Linked DNA regions of Sus scrofa: region 1 is linked to region 2. A link is a contact called in public HiChIP or PLAC-seq data. All regions are on one chromosome and are shown on one strand. Each heading gives the region's core, a stretch centred on a gene start, on an enhancer-like site or on the middle of the called end of the contact. The rest is flanking DNA. Distances are from core to core; before and after follow the strand shown.

The links. HiChIP or PLAC-seq counts read pairs in DNA pulled down with a chosen protein or histone mark.
Region 1: a contact with region 2 is called in an H3K27ac HiChIP or PLAC-seq map of skeletal muscle. The contact joins two enhancer-like sites. A contact is called at or near these places in 1 of 5 promoter capture datasets (liver), 15 of 47 Hi-C or Micro-C datasets (alveolar macrophages, blood, embryonic fibroblasts and 10 more) and 2 of 2 datasets of contacts at active chromatin or transcription factors (alveolar macrophages and skeletal muscle).

What each region holds. Positions count from the first base shown.
Region 1 is chr9:7,351,542-7,358,584 of Sscrofa11.1, reverse strand. ATG16L2 (autophagy-related protein 16-2) reads right to left here. Exons shown (of 17, transcript XM_013977351.2): 4 at 5,085-5,158; 5 at 4,530-4,781; 6 at 4,346-4,411; 7 at 3,919-4,032; 8 at 2,271-2,379; 9 at 1,820-1,925; 10 at 1,064-1,134; 11 at 800-871; 12 at 566-686; 13 at 156-261. Among named protein-coding and RNA genes, the nearest start is that of ATG16L2, 8.1 kb to the right of the region's middle. Within about 2 kb of position 4,649, at least 27 of the 83 cell types and tissues checked have an H3K27ac peak or open chromatin away from gene starts, as enhancers often do. A contact at or near this core is called in alveolar macrophages, fetal liver, omental adipose tissue and 2 more, where this site is marked.
Region 2 is chr9:7,270,175-7,276,631 of Sscrofa11.1, reverse strand. The region is part of intron 3 of ARAP1 (arf-GAP with Rho-GAP domain, ANK repeat and PH domain-containing protein 1); the gene reads left to right. Among named protein-coding and RNA genes, the nearest start is that of ARAP1, 28 kb to the left of the region's middle. Within about 2 kb of position 3,226, at least 53 of the 83 cell types and tissues checked have an H3K27ac peak or open chromatin away from gene starts, as enhancers often do. A contact at or near this core is called in alveolar macrophages, fetal liver, omental adipose tissue and 2 more, where this site is marked.

The DNA of each region.
Region 1 (7,043 bases), core at 3,400-5,899, 81 kb before region 2:
GCACAGGTCTCAGAGGCAGCTGAGCCTTCAAGAGGCCAAGTCCAGCACAAAGGCCACCAGAGCCTCACCTCCCCAAGGTACCCTCCATGGCCAGAAAGGACGAGAACGAAGGAGCCCTGTCCCCACCTCCGCCGCCCACAGCCTGCACCTATCACCTGCTGTCCCAGAACCGGATCTTCTGGTCATTGTGGCCGCTTATGATGATGTGGTCCCCACACACCACGTCGTTACAGTAGGACACGACACTGATGGTCCTGGAGCCTGGGGACCAAAGAGCAGAGCCCCCACCTCAAAGAAGGGTCATCAGGAGCCAGCCCAGCCCAGAAGTCCAGAGGGATGGTGTCCTCCCAGACCCGGAACCAGATCCCCTGCCTCCCAGCCCAAAGCCGGAGTTCCCCGAGAAGCCAGGGAAAGCATCGCTGATGGGGGACAGAGGACAGGCCGTGGGAGGTTTCATCCCGGACGGCTGTAACTCTTGGAGCCACTTCCAGAGCAGGCTGCGGTCCCTCATGGCCCGGCCTGGGGGGTCCTGGCGGGTGGGGGAGGGGGCAGGGCGGGGCCTCACAGTAGGCGCGGCCGAGGTCCCACTCCTTCACAGTCCGGTCCCGGCTCCCAGTCACCGCCTGGTGCCTTGTTAGCTTGAATTTGGCAGCCGTCACCTTATCTGTGTGTCCGGAGAGCGTCTCCTGCCCCCCATCCCAGACATGGATCAAGGGTGTAGCCAAGGCCACAGAACAACCCCCTCCAGGCCCAAGGCATGACCCCTGACCCCCAGGCTGCCTCCTCAGTCAGGCCTCACCTTGGACTGTGCCTCCCCCACCTTCCAGAGCTGGGCGGCCTTATTGTAAGTAGCTGCCAGTACCTGGGAGCCCTGAGGAGGTGGAAGGAGAAAGGAGACGTCCTGGACCTCGGCCTGGAGGCCTCGCAGCCCCCCACCCCGGTCACCCGGCCGGGCAGGGGAGAGATGAAGCCCAGGGAGCCTGAGAGCCGGGCTCTAGGATCCGCGTGATGTTCCCTCGGGTCCCAGAGCCCCCACCTGCACCTGCCACCCAGGTCTCCTCACCGAAGGGTCAAAGTCCACACTGGTGATGCTGCCGCCAGCTCCTTCCAGGGTCTGCTTAGCCTTCAGGCGACCTAAGGGGACCAAGAGAAGGAACAGGTGAAATGAAGTCACTAATCTCATGAAACAGAGAAGCTGTGAGCAGAAAGATGAGTCTCTCCCAGTGCAGAGGACAGAACTGCTGGGTCTGTTCCAGGCAAGGGTCCTGCAGGAGGCTGCACCTTCCCAAGCTGCCAGCAGGGGGCCCCATAAGGGCTGCAGGTGGCTGAAGAGGACCAGCAAGAAGGGCCCGTCCCTTGGTCACACAGCGAGCCAGGGCTAGGCCAGCTGGAGACTCGCCTCCTCCAGGAAGCCTCCAGCAGCCAGCTATCACTCCCTAGTACATGCCTCTCTGCAAGACACAGGGTAGATAGCTCACACTTGCCTTCAAACTGAGTCCTGAGAGCTCAGTGACATTAGGTGGCCTGGCCTGGCAGACCCCAGGGACCTGCTCGAGGGCCCAACCCTGTAGCGCCCCCACCACCCCAAAGGGACCATCTGAGCTTAACCCTCCCCTCCCTGCAGGCCTCAACCCAGGAGGGGGGCTCTGCCCTTCCCAGAAGCAGTAGGCCCAGAATTCTTGCCAGGGGTCATCTGGCCACTGCCCCCAGCATGTTCCAGGTGAGAAGACGCAAGGCCCCAGGCCCGCACCCACCACGGAGCACGCCGAGGGTGAGGCTGGACAGAAGGCACGGGGCTGGCCTGCGCGCAGGGACCCACCTCCCACGACATTCCAGAGGAGGATGAGGCGGTCTGCCCCTCCGGTGGCCAGGACGCTGCTGTTGGGGCCAAAATGAACAGCATTGACCTCAGAGAGGTGGGCTTCCTGTGGGGAAAAGGGAGGTGGGTGGCCCTGCTCCCGCCACACACGCCCCCTCGCGCGTGCTTGCAGCTCTCGTGCACGCATCCGGGCACAGGGTCTGTCCAAAGGCTGACTTTCCAACTTGGCCCTGCCAGGGCTGTCACCGCTGAGGGGACCCCTGCAGGAGGCTCCCCCCGGCTCCCCATCCCCCGACCTGGCCTGCTGCCTCTCCCTCCATGAAATGCCAAGGGGCTCCTGGCACCGGCTGTGGGGAGACGCCTGCTCCTGCCCAGCCACCCGGCCTGCTGCCCTGGCCCCCCTGGGCCACTCCTGGGACCTGCGCCCCCACCCTCGGCCCGCTGTCCTCACCAGCACGTCCTGAGCTCTGGTGGGCAGTCGGGCGGCCAGGCACACGGGGATGCTCTGGTATCGCTGCTCGGGGGCGCCCCCGATCGAGTGGCCCCTCCTCTTCTTGAAACTGGGGAGGGGTCAGAAGGGCTTTCAGCGAGGCCTCCTGACTCGGGCGCCCCAAGCTCTGCCGGCAGCAACAGCAGGAAGCAGACGCAGCGACGCAGCATGTGGCCTGGAGGTGCAGCGAGCCCGGTCCCACCAGCCTCCGACCCCAGGGGTCAGTGTGGAGACGGGCGCAGAGGGAGGGCAGGGTGGTGGGTACACAGAGGCCTTGGAGCTGGGGCTCAGTCCCGGCTTGGCCACTGCGCAGCACTGTGACCTCAAATGAATTCCTGCCATTTCTGAGCCTCAGTTGCCCAAAGGAGTGGCAGTTCCTGGGCGGCTTCAGGCTGGAGATCTTGGTCCCCTGTGAGGACCTTGGGTGAGGGGCAGAGCTTGGAGCACAGCCAGGCAGGGACTGGGAATGAGGCCATGGACGCAGCCCCTGCTTCTGGGGCTCAGAAGAGACTCATACCCAGAGTGCAGGGCAACGCACGGGAGACAGACTGGGCACGTACACAGAGCAAGCCCAGGCTTCAGGAGCCTGACACACACATCCAGGGGCCCGACACCTTCACACACGTGCACACACACTTACTCCAGGAGCCCCTTCACCACATCCACACAGCGGAACACCGTCAGGGAGGTGGCGGAGGCAGACCTGGGCGGAACCAAGAGAGAGGTGCTAAGGGGCAGGTGCGCAGACAGCAGTCGCTCGTCCCGATACACTCTTGAGCCGGGACGAGAACGTGGCCCCTCCAAGGCCAGGAGAGCAGGATGAGCCAGAGCCCCAGGATGGTGCAGGCAGGGGGGGATTTGGAAGGCAGTGTCCCAAAGTTTCCACCATGGTGGTTAAGAACTGCCTCACCACCCAAGGGCCCCTCGACAAAAGTTCAGGGGAGGTGTCCCGGGATGAGATAGCACAAGCCTGGGGACGGAGGGTGGGGAAACCCACACCCGCTGAGTGACCTCAAAAATGCCCAGGAGAGCATGTGTCCCAGGATGACCTGGCCCACCAGCGTCTCATGGCCTCCTCTGGGTTCCTTCACTACCCTGAGGCCAGGACACCAGCAACCTGCAAAGAAGGGCTGAAGGAGAGCCTTCGGACTGGGGAACAGGGCCGGGGCGGCAGGGGGCAGTCTCCACGCCACAGGGAGGTCGCACGGAGGCGCACCCAAGGACTGAAGCCCCGATCAGGTCCCACCCATGACAGCTTCAGACACATGCAGGTATGCTCGCCTAAGCTTGCACACGTGTACTCTGGAGTCCCACACATGCCTGGGACAGCTGAGCCCTGGGCCTTGCCCACAAGTCCCCTCTTGGTCACACCCTTTCACCAGCCTGCCATCCCACCCCCAGAGCTCTGGTCCTGGGAAGGAGGAAAAGGAGTAGGGATAGGGACTGGGTCCCTGGGGTGGCAATGACCCCAAGTGTCTCCAGGCCCTGGAACTCAGGTCTGTCCTGGGGTGGGGGGTGGTCTCAGCTGCACACCAGTCTCTCCTCAAGCTCCCCCTCAACCCAAGAGCTGGCCCAAGGCCTTCGAGCAAGACTCCGGGAGAGTCCTCACCTGAATGGCCTCCTCCACTTCTCAATAGCCTCACTCTCCAGGGACTTGGGCTCCGCAGCCAGGGCCGGAGGTTCTGCTTCCTCTGTGATCCCATCGTCCAGTGCGTCTGGGCTCCTGGGAGAGAGAATCAAGCTCAGAATAGCCAAGAGACCAAGCCAGCCCCTCAGCGGCCCTGCGCCCTACTGGTGAGGATGTGCAGACACAGTGATGGGTGCGCGTGTGCCAGGCGCGCATGCTGGCTCCTACGACCACACGTGTGTGCACGTGTCCTGGCCTAGGTCTACGTGAGGGCCTCGGCCCCGCGGCCGTGCACACGTGCGGTGAGATGCACCGGCGGCCACGTGCAGGTGGGAGAAGGGTAGGACTGTAGCGGTCCCAGAGCAGAGCGCTCCAGGGCATGCGGGTCCCGGCGCAGCCCCACTCTTACTCGCTGATGCTCACTGTCCGCTTGGCTGCCTTCTTCAGCTCCAGGGACACCCGCGCCTGCTTGGCCCTGGAGTAGAGAAGCCTCCTGAGCGTGGGGCTCGGGGCCCCCAAAGGCGGGGCTGGGCCCCTTCCGCACGAGGCGCGCGACCGCTTAGCTCCCCGAGGGGCGCGCCCAGCGCGCTCACCTCTCGCGACGCTCGTTGCGCAGATTGCGCTCGGCGGCGGCGCGCGCCTTGCGCTGCACCAGCCGCTCGAGCAGGTCGCGCGCCTCCTCCTGGAGCCTGCGCAGCGCCGCCTCCTGGCGCCCGGCGTGCGCGCGCAGCGCCTCGTAGGCCGCCTGCTGCGCCGCGTTGAGCGCGCGCCGCGCGTCCACCTGCCGCGCCTTCTTCGCCCGCGCCTCCTGCAGCTGTGCCACGCGAGCCTCTAGAGCCGCCAGCCTGGGGGACAGAGAGGACCTCCGTCCCTGCCTTAGAAGAACCGGCCTCGGAGCCGGGACAGACTTGCCCCTGGCCACGCGAACAGCCGGGCGCCTAAGCCACGACTCCGGCCCAGCCTTCCGCCCTCGGAGTCCTGCTGTCCCCAGCCTCTGAGATCAACCGCAGGCCCGGGGGAGGTGTGGGGACGTGGGGAAAGCCCTCGGGCCCTCCTAGAGACCCTCCGGGTGACTCCCGTCCCCCCTGCCCCCCGGCAGCGATGGCCCGAGCCTCCCCGAGGGGCGCGAGGTCCCGCCCGCGTCTCACCTGCTCTGCCGCTCCTCCAGCTGCGATTCCAGGGCGCCCAGGGCCGCGCTCTTCACCACCACCTGGTAGGCCATCTGCGGCGGCGGAGGGGCCCGACAGGTGGGCGAGGGCGCCTCTGGGCAGGGCCTCCAGCCCCTCTCCCACATGCCCCCTTCCTCAAGAGAAAGCTGAGGCGGACAGGTGCAGCACCAGGCGCGGGAAGGCGCTGCTGACTCGGGAATCTGAGCAGGGCCTTAGGCTCTGGTGCCTAACCCGAGTTTCAGTCCTGGCAGCACCACTCATTTTCTGCGACCTGGGGTAGTCAGTTAACCTCTCTGAACCTGTTCTGTTTCCTCACGTGTCCAATGGGAATGGTAGTGCTTACTTCATAGGCTAACACATTATTTCTATAAGGAAGAGTTTGGGGTTTTCTTTTTGTTTTTGTTTTGTTTTGTCTTTTTAGGGCCGCACCTGCCACCTATGGAAATTCCCAGGCTAGGGGTCCAATTGGAGCTACAGCTGCCCGCCTAGCCACAGCCACAGCAACACGGGATACAAGCTGTGTCTGCGACCTACAACACAGCTCACTGACAATGCCGGATCCTTGACCCACTGAGTGAGGCCAGGGATCGAACCCGCAACCTCATGGTTCCTAGTCGGATTCGTTTCCACTGGGCCACAACAGGAACTCCAGGAAGGGCATTTTAAATAATGGCAATCCTTGAGTTCCCTTGTGGCACAGTGAGTTAAGGACCCAGTGTTGTCATCTCAGTGACTTGGGTTTCTGCTCTGGCACAGGTTCAATCCCTGGCCTAGGAACTTTCACAGGCAGTGAGCCCGGCCAAAAAAAAGTGAATAATAGCAATGGCGCTGGTTTATAGAGCACGCAGATGTGTCACATTTGGTCCGAGCACTCTACATGTATTCACTCGTTTAAACCAGTAGGGAGTGCCATTCTTCCCTGTTTCACAGCCAAGGACATTGACCCAGAGAGGTTAAATGCCTTGCCTAAAGTGACACAGCTAAAGTGGCAGAACTGATGCCTGAGCCCTGGCCACCCAGCATCGTGCTCCAAGTTAAGGGGCTGGTCTACAGGCGGAGTTCGAGGGATGTGTGCTCGGTTCCCACCCCTCCAAGCCCTGGCCTACCGAAGCATAGATCCCAGAGAGCGGGCAACAAGGAGCCCTGAGCATAGGCACATGGGCTAAGAACAGGAATGGCGTGTTGGCCGCACAGGGCCCAGACTGAATACTGGAGCTGCCCCTAGTCCCGGCCTCACTGAACGGTCCAACAAAGAGCCAAGAGCTGGGAACCACAGAGCTGAGGAGTCACTGGGAGAGAGAGATGCTAAGCAAAGCAGTTCCCACAAGTGTAGCAAGAGGAACAGGAAGTAACCAAGACTGGGGGCTTGGCTGCTGTCCTGTCCCTGTGTTCTTCCTCACGTGGGCCTGGGAGGGTCAGGGGGAGGAGCAAGTGTGGAGTCCACCTGCACCGATGCCACGTGGGTGGGCCTGGGGCGGGAACCTATGCGTTCTGGGCAGCCTCCTTTCCTAGCTGGCCCAGCTCATCACATTCATAATTCCTCCCACCATTAAACACTGAACACCACCTCCACTTCCTCATCTGCCAGAGACTTTCACTGATGTTTTGGTATTTAATTTTTGCGATGCTTTTTAAAATTCAAATAATAGGAGTTCCCATAGTGGCACAGTGGAAACGAATCCAACTAGGAACCATGAGGTTGTGGGTTCGATCCCTGGCCTCGCTCAGTGGGTTAAGAATCTGGCGTTGCCATGAGCTGTGGTGTAGGTTGCAGACGTGGCTTGGATCCCGCGTGGTGTAGGCTGGCGGCTGCAGCTCCGATTGGACCCCTAGCCTGGGAACCTCCATATGCCACAGGAGCAGCCCTAGAAAAGGCAAAAAGACAAAAAAAAAAAAAAAAAAAAACAGAGTTAAGGAGTTCCCTTGTGGCACAGCAGG
Region 2 (6,457 bases), core at 1,977-4,476:
CTCAAGTCTTCGGGGGCATTTATGTCCCGTTTTCAAGCAGAGAAACTAGGACTCGGAGAAGGGAGGTGAACACTGGCTTGATCCAAGCCAAGCGCATGCTCGGGGAGCCCCCGTGCAGAGGGTCTGGGAGGTTTCTCCACCAGAGAGGGGCATTAAGGGTCCTTCAAGGCCAAGCCAGGACTGTGGTGTTTCGAGGTTTGATTGACAGAAGCTTGAAGAGGGTTTGTTGTGCCTTTCATGGGTTCACACCGGTAGAAGCTGTGCTGGGGTCCCCTGGGAGCCTGGTTTGTAGCCCAGATTGGAGTTTCCTGGTGCCATTGCACCCTCTAGTGGCCACGCTTCTGCATGCAGGAGTAATTTCTTTTTCCTTTAACTCTGTCGTTAGGATGGAGCGTGTGTGTGTGTGGGGGCGGGGGGGTCTGTCTGTCTGTCCGCCTGCCTGTCTCTTGGGTTGGGCGTGGGTGAACAAGGGCAGGAGGCAGGGCTCTATCCATAGGAAGCTCCTGAAGGCCCAGGAGGCAAGACCCCCGGCTGAGGAGTGGAGGCCTGGGTTTCTGCTTAGGAGGCAGGGTACCCGGGCAGGCCCAGCTAGCTGTGCGCCTGTGATTAGGGCTGCCCCTCTGGGCCTGTTTCCCCATCAGGTGTCCTCCTTGTAGTAATAACTGAGTTTAGGAGACCTCCGGGCAGAGCAAGTGTCCTGTCTACACCGCAGGGTGCCCGGCCCCACTCTCAGATCCTCAGTCTGAACTTAGCCAGCATCTGGGGGGCCAGGCTCCCAGGGTCAGGAGTCTGGCCCCTCGTAGCTAGAGGACCCAGAATTACTTCCATGCTGAGAGAACTGCAGGCGGTTATTCCACACAAGTTGGGGCCATTCCGAGGGCGCGTGGGAGGTGAGCTGCCACGTGTGGCCTCCTGTGTCTCCTGGGGTCTCTGGCCTTCGGGATTGCTCTGCAGGCCCAGCATCCCAGCTCCCAGGGTGTGCCAAGCCTTTAAAGCTCAGAGTAGACAAATGAAGGGCAGAGAGAGCCTCACGTATCTAATCGGGAGAGCTGGGTGGGTGGGGGCCAGGGTGGAGCCTGGCTGGCTGCCCGGTCCCCTCGCGCCCCTTCTGTGACCCCAGTCCCTGTGGTCAGAGTGGAAGATGCTCAGCCTGGCCCGCTTCCGCCCCCCTTTGCGGGGTCCCCTGACGTGCCCTTCCTGTCCTCGCCCACACCCTCTAGTGACGGGGTCTTTCTCTCAATCTTAGGGCCTCTTGAACCAGATCGTGTAGTGACTGGGGGAGCGTTTCTGCTTGGCTCTGGCCCATCAATGGGCTGCCGGCAGAATTTGGGATTATCTACTGTGTGTGCACCTGGTACTTGCGAGGTAGAGACTCCACGTGACTGGCTAGCTTGTGTGTATGCACCTGCAGGTGTGCACCCGTCAGGTAGTAGCGTGTATTTCCGCCTCTGCACATGGTTTAAGGCAGGCTGTGTACACTCCTGATACGTGATGTGGGGAGGGATCTCTGTGATTTCAGTGGGTGACTTGCTGGAGTGTATGTGAACTTTTTGGGGCCTGTGTGCACACATACGCCCATATGTACTGATGCTGTGGGGATGGCAACAACGTGCATATTCATGAGCGTGTGCATGCATGTATATGTGTGGGTGCGTGTGGGTGCACATGTGTGCATGCATGTATGTGTGTGCACACGCACACATGTGCTTGCACATGCACGTGTGTGCACGAGTGTGTACACGTGTATATGTGTGAGTGCATGTGTATACATGTATATGTGTGCATGCGTGTGCATATGAGCATTGCATGAGTGCGTGAATGTATGAGCGTGCGTGTGCATGAGTTGTATATGTGTGATTGTGTATGTGTGTGCATGTATATACACACATGTGAGTGTGTGCACTAGTGTGAACGTGTGAGAATACACGTACACATGGGTGTGAGTGCATGTGAGTTCTATGCATATGAGTGTATACATGTGTGTGTGTGTGAGCGCGTGCATGCATTTTTGTGTGTGTGCACGTCAGTATGTATACATGTATGTGTGTGCGTGTGTGTGCATGCATGTGTGTGAGTGTGTGTGCATGAATTGGCCTGTGTGTCATTTGGGTACGGAGGACGCGCTGGTGTGTGAGTGTGCTGTGTGCGTGTGCTGCCCGGAGGCTGAGCGCTCTGGAAGGTCAGCTCCCTTGGGGCCCAGATCCTTGTCAGTCTGGTTTACTGCTGAATCCCTGCATCTGAGGCGGTGCCCGCTGTAAAACCGGCACTCAGAATGTGACTAAGTCAATGAGGCCTGTGTGGGCTTCTGTCCTGCCAGGAACTGAGCGCCAGCGCTGTCCGTGCAGCCTTAGCACCTGGAGAGTGCCCTCGGCACATGCTGCCCCCTGGGCAGTAGGGCACAGGACACCCCAGACCCCTCCTCACCTCCCAGCCTTTGTCGCTCTAGACATCTCAGGAAGGGAGAGACCTTCAAGGGAGGCAGGCAGAAAATGACAGGGATCGGGTCCCCTCCCGCTGCCTTGGCTGGGCCAGGCTCTCAGAACCCGGCTCATTATTCTGCCTGGCCTGGGAGGACCCCACTTCACCCCCAAAGAGTCTGCACCCCCACCGTCATTTAATAGGGGACGAGCTGCCAAGTCCAGAGATGCTGAGAAACTTGATCGGAGTCACACAGTCCTGCACGGGGGATGCCCACGTTCAGACTCTGCCCCTTGGCTGGGGGCCGTCTACTCCGGCATAGCTGGCAACCCTCTCAGCCTGCCTCCCTGAGAGTGACAGAGGGTCACGTCCAACCCCGGTTCCGGGTCACTCTGCAGAGTCCCTGTGAGGCTGCTCTGGGCCCCCCACTGTTTCCTCCTCTGATACCTGCGTGCCTGGAGATACCTCAGGAAGAGGGAGCGTGTGCCCGGGGCGGGGGGTACTGCCAGCCGGAGTCACACTGCAGGGCCTCCCACCTGTGCGTTCGGCTGCCCTGCAGCCCAGCCCGTCCCTGGTCCTCCTAAAGCCGCTCACTTGTGGCCGAGGCAGAGCTGCTCCCTGCAGAGAGGCTCCCTCCTCCCCGCGCCTCCTTGTTGGTGGCGGGAGGCAGTGTGGGGGGGTGTCCACCCCATAAGGCCCTGCTGGATGCCCTAGGGTGGCTCGTCGCCCGCTGTAGCCTGCAGCGGGGCGGGGGCTGGGGGCGGAGAGGAAGCGTTGCCCCGGGGGATTCTGGGTGGCTTGTCTCCGTCTCGCCCAGTTTTCAGGAAGTGTGTGTGTGTGTGTGTGTGTGTGTGTGTGTGTTGGTGTTGGCCGGGCCGCAGGGGCGGGGGAGGCGGGGAGCAGGAAGCCGGACGAGAGCCGAGCTGGACGCAGACACAGGCGCACACGTACACACGCTCCCCACCCCCCGACGGGCCGCAGTGACACACACAAACTCACACTCCGACAAGTGACCTCAGACCCTGACCCAAGGCGCGGGCGCACCGAGCCGTGCCGGACGCAGACGCCGCAGGGCACGGGCCCGGGGGCTGCGGGCCCGGCGCAGGTCGGACGCAGGCTGGCACACGGCACTCCGGGGCGCCCGCTGGGCCCGCTGGCCGGAGCCTCCGGGGCCCTCGGGCCCAGGACCCAGCAGGCGTCTGAAGGTGAGCGAGGGGCTGCCCTGGGCTGGGCTGCCGGCCTGGGGCCGGGGGAGGCTCCTCTTGCAGGCCTGGGAGGGCAGGAATCCATCCGTCCCTGTCCTGTCCTGTCCTCCCCTCCCCTCCCCTCCCCTCCCCTCCCCGCAGGCTGACCCCGGGCTTCTGTGGTGGCCCTGCCCCTCCCGTTTCACACTCAGAGTTTTCTCTCTTCCTTCACTCTCTGTTTTCTGGTTTTCCTCCTGCCCTTTCCTTTCCTCCCCTCCCTCTGCCCTCCGTCTGCCCTGGCTCTCCGGGTCTCCCTCCGTCCCCCTACAAGCCCCCCTCCTGGTCCGGGGGGAGCCCCGGGGCCTGTTTCCTGGGCTGCTCTGGCTGCTCCTCTGCAGAGTCTCTGCCCTCCGGGAAGCGGTGCTGATCTTGGGTCTGGCTCGCCGCACCCACGGAGGGGTCCTCCATGGCCTCCCCCAGGGCCAGGGTCAAGGGTGCCGTGACTCTGGGCAGCTCCAGTCTGAGCCCCTTTGCCCTCGCCCCATCCAGGTGGCAGGGAGACCTGCCGTGGGTTGACACTTAGTGGGCATCTTTCTGCCCCTCCTGCCAGCTCTGGTCATGTGGGGGCGGTGCCTGTGTCACTGGGGGGCTGAGCTGGCCTCCCCTCCCCCCGGTTGCTCTCATCCCTGCTGAACTCAGTAACCCTGTGCTTGGGCCACTGGGGACAGAGATTTCTCTAACCAGGTCCCATTTGTGTCCTGGCCCTGCCCTCTGCCCTCCGCTCATCTTTTCATAGGGCCCAGTGGGCACCCACTTCTCCTGCTGCCAGACCAGCCATGGCTTGGGGGAGAGGGGCCTTACCGTCGTGCGCTCCCTGAGGGGTGAGCACAGGCCCGGGAAGCATGAAGAGCTACCATGGGAGCCCTGGCCCTCAGCCCTCTCCTGCCCACCACAGCAGGGCGCCCAGCTCTGTGGGTTTAGAGGAGGGAGCAGCTGAGAGGACTTCCTGGAAGAGGAGGCGTGTCCTGAGCACAGGGGAGTTGATGCTCCAGTAGCTCTGTTGCTCCAGGGAGAGGTGCAGAGCGCTGGGCGAAGCCGTGGTCGTGAGAGTGGACGCCGCGTTCATCGGGGGCTGCTCCATGAAGGGCTGGGGAGCTGCTGACCCAGGGATCCGTGTGGGGGTGGGGTGGTGCTCATTCACTCATTAAACACACACTCGCCACAGCCCCCTCTGTGCTGGGTGAGTCGGTGGCCTGGAGATGGAGTGGCCCGAGGGGACTTGCAGCGTTTGCAGAAGTTGAGAGAGAAACCACAGGCATCCCATCTGAGCAAGGGATACCCCAGGAAGGGCTTTCTCTGCTGTGGCTTGAGCAGAAGTAAATAGAACAGAACCGGGAAGGTGCTGGAGGAGGAGCTGACCCTTGGCTCTTGCGATGGAGAAGGAAGGGCGGAGGCAGCGGTGGAGGAAGCATGGGGCACAGCGCCGAGGCCCGGCCCGGCGTGGGACCAGGAAGTGGGCAGCTGGGAGAGTTTGCCCCTGTGGGGAGGGGCGGTCAGGCCAGGGGGCAGGTGTGTGCAAATCACAGTCTGACCTCCACCCACCCCTGCCTGCTGGTGAACGTCTGGGCTGGACGGGGCTGGGTCCCTCCAAGGCTGTGTGACCCTTTAGGGGGAGCGTCCTGACCCCTGGATGGGGTGTGGGCTTGGAGCCTTGGTTCTCTGTGGGCAGTTCAGTGACACAAACATTGACAGATACAGCTACGGCCAGGGATCGGAAGGCCTGGGGCCCGAGGGCAGCACAGGGTGGAGCGAGAACACGTTCCATTCGGACCTTTGGAAGGAGGAGTAGGAGGGGGCCAGACAGGGAACTGTGTTCCTGGTGGAAGGAACAGCATATGCCGAAGCCCGGACGGATGCATTTATGGAATGCAGCTCAGTCAAGGCTGGCTGGAGCGTGAGTGGGGGATGAGTTCAAGGCCAGCCTGGATATTCAGGCTGCCTCCCTCTGCAGCCCAGCCCATCTGCTCTTACGGTGGTCGATGCAGACAGAAGGCTATGAAGAGGGAGGCAGGGGCCACCCTGGAGGAGGAGGCTTTGAAGCAGGTTCCCGGCCCAGCTTGTGGGGCCTTGGACCCCTTCAGCCATAGCCAAGGTGAGAAAATTGCGCCAGTGACACATGGCAGTGGCTCTCTTTCCTGCATGATCAGAAAGCCTAGGAGCAGATGGGAGAGGAACTGAGGCTCAGGGGTGAAGTGACCCGCTTTCTAAAGACACGGCCTGACGAGTGGTCCAGCCGGGGTGGAAGCCCACGTCCACCTGGCTCCAAAGCTCTGTCTTTACCTGCAGTGACCACGCATCTCATTTTGCCCAGGACAGGCCCTGTTTACCCCTGTTGCCCTGACATAGTTATTAATAGGGCTTCTGGGTTTTTTGTTTGTTTCTTTTTTTGTTTTTTGTCTTTTTGCCATTTCTTGGGCCGCTCTCGCGGTATGTGGGGTTCCCAGGCTAGGGGTCTATTCGGAGCTGTAGCCGCCGGCCTACGCCAGAGCCACAGCAACATGGGATCCGAGCCGCATCTGCGACCTACACCACAGCTCACGGCAACGCCGGATCCTTAACCCACTGAGCAAGGCCATGGATTGAACCCGCAACCTCATGATTCCTAGTCGGATTTGTTAACCACTGTGCCATGACGGGAACTCCGGTAGGGCCTCTGTTAATGCTCAGAAATGTTCTGGTTTGTATGATTAGTTATACGGTCACCCTGCTCTTACCCGCTCTGGCTCGGGACTCTCCCACGTCCCACACATCCCAGGCTAAGGTTGGCTGTGTGTTTGCCAGCTGGGCCGGCCCCT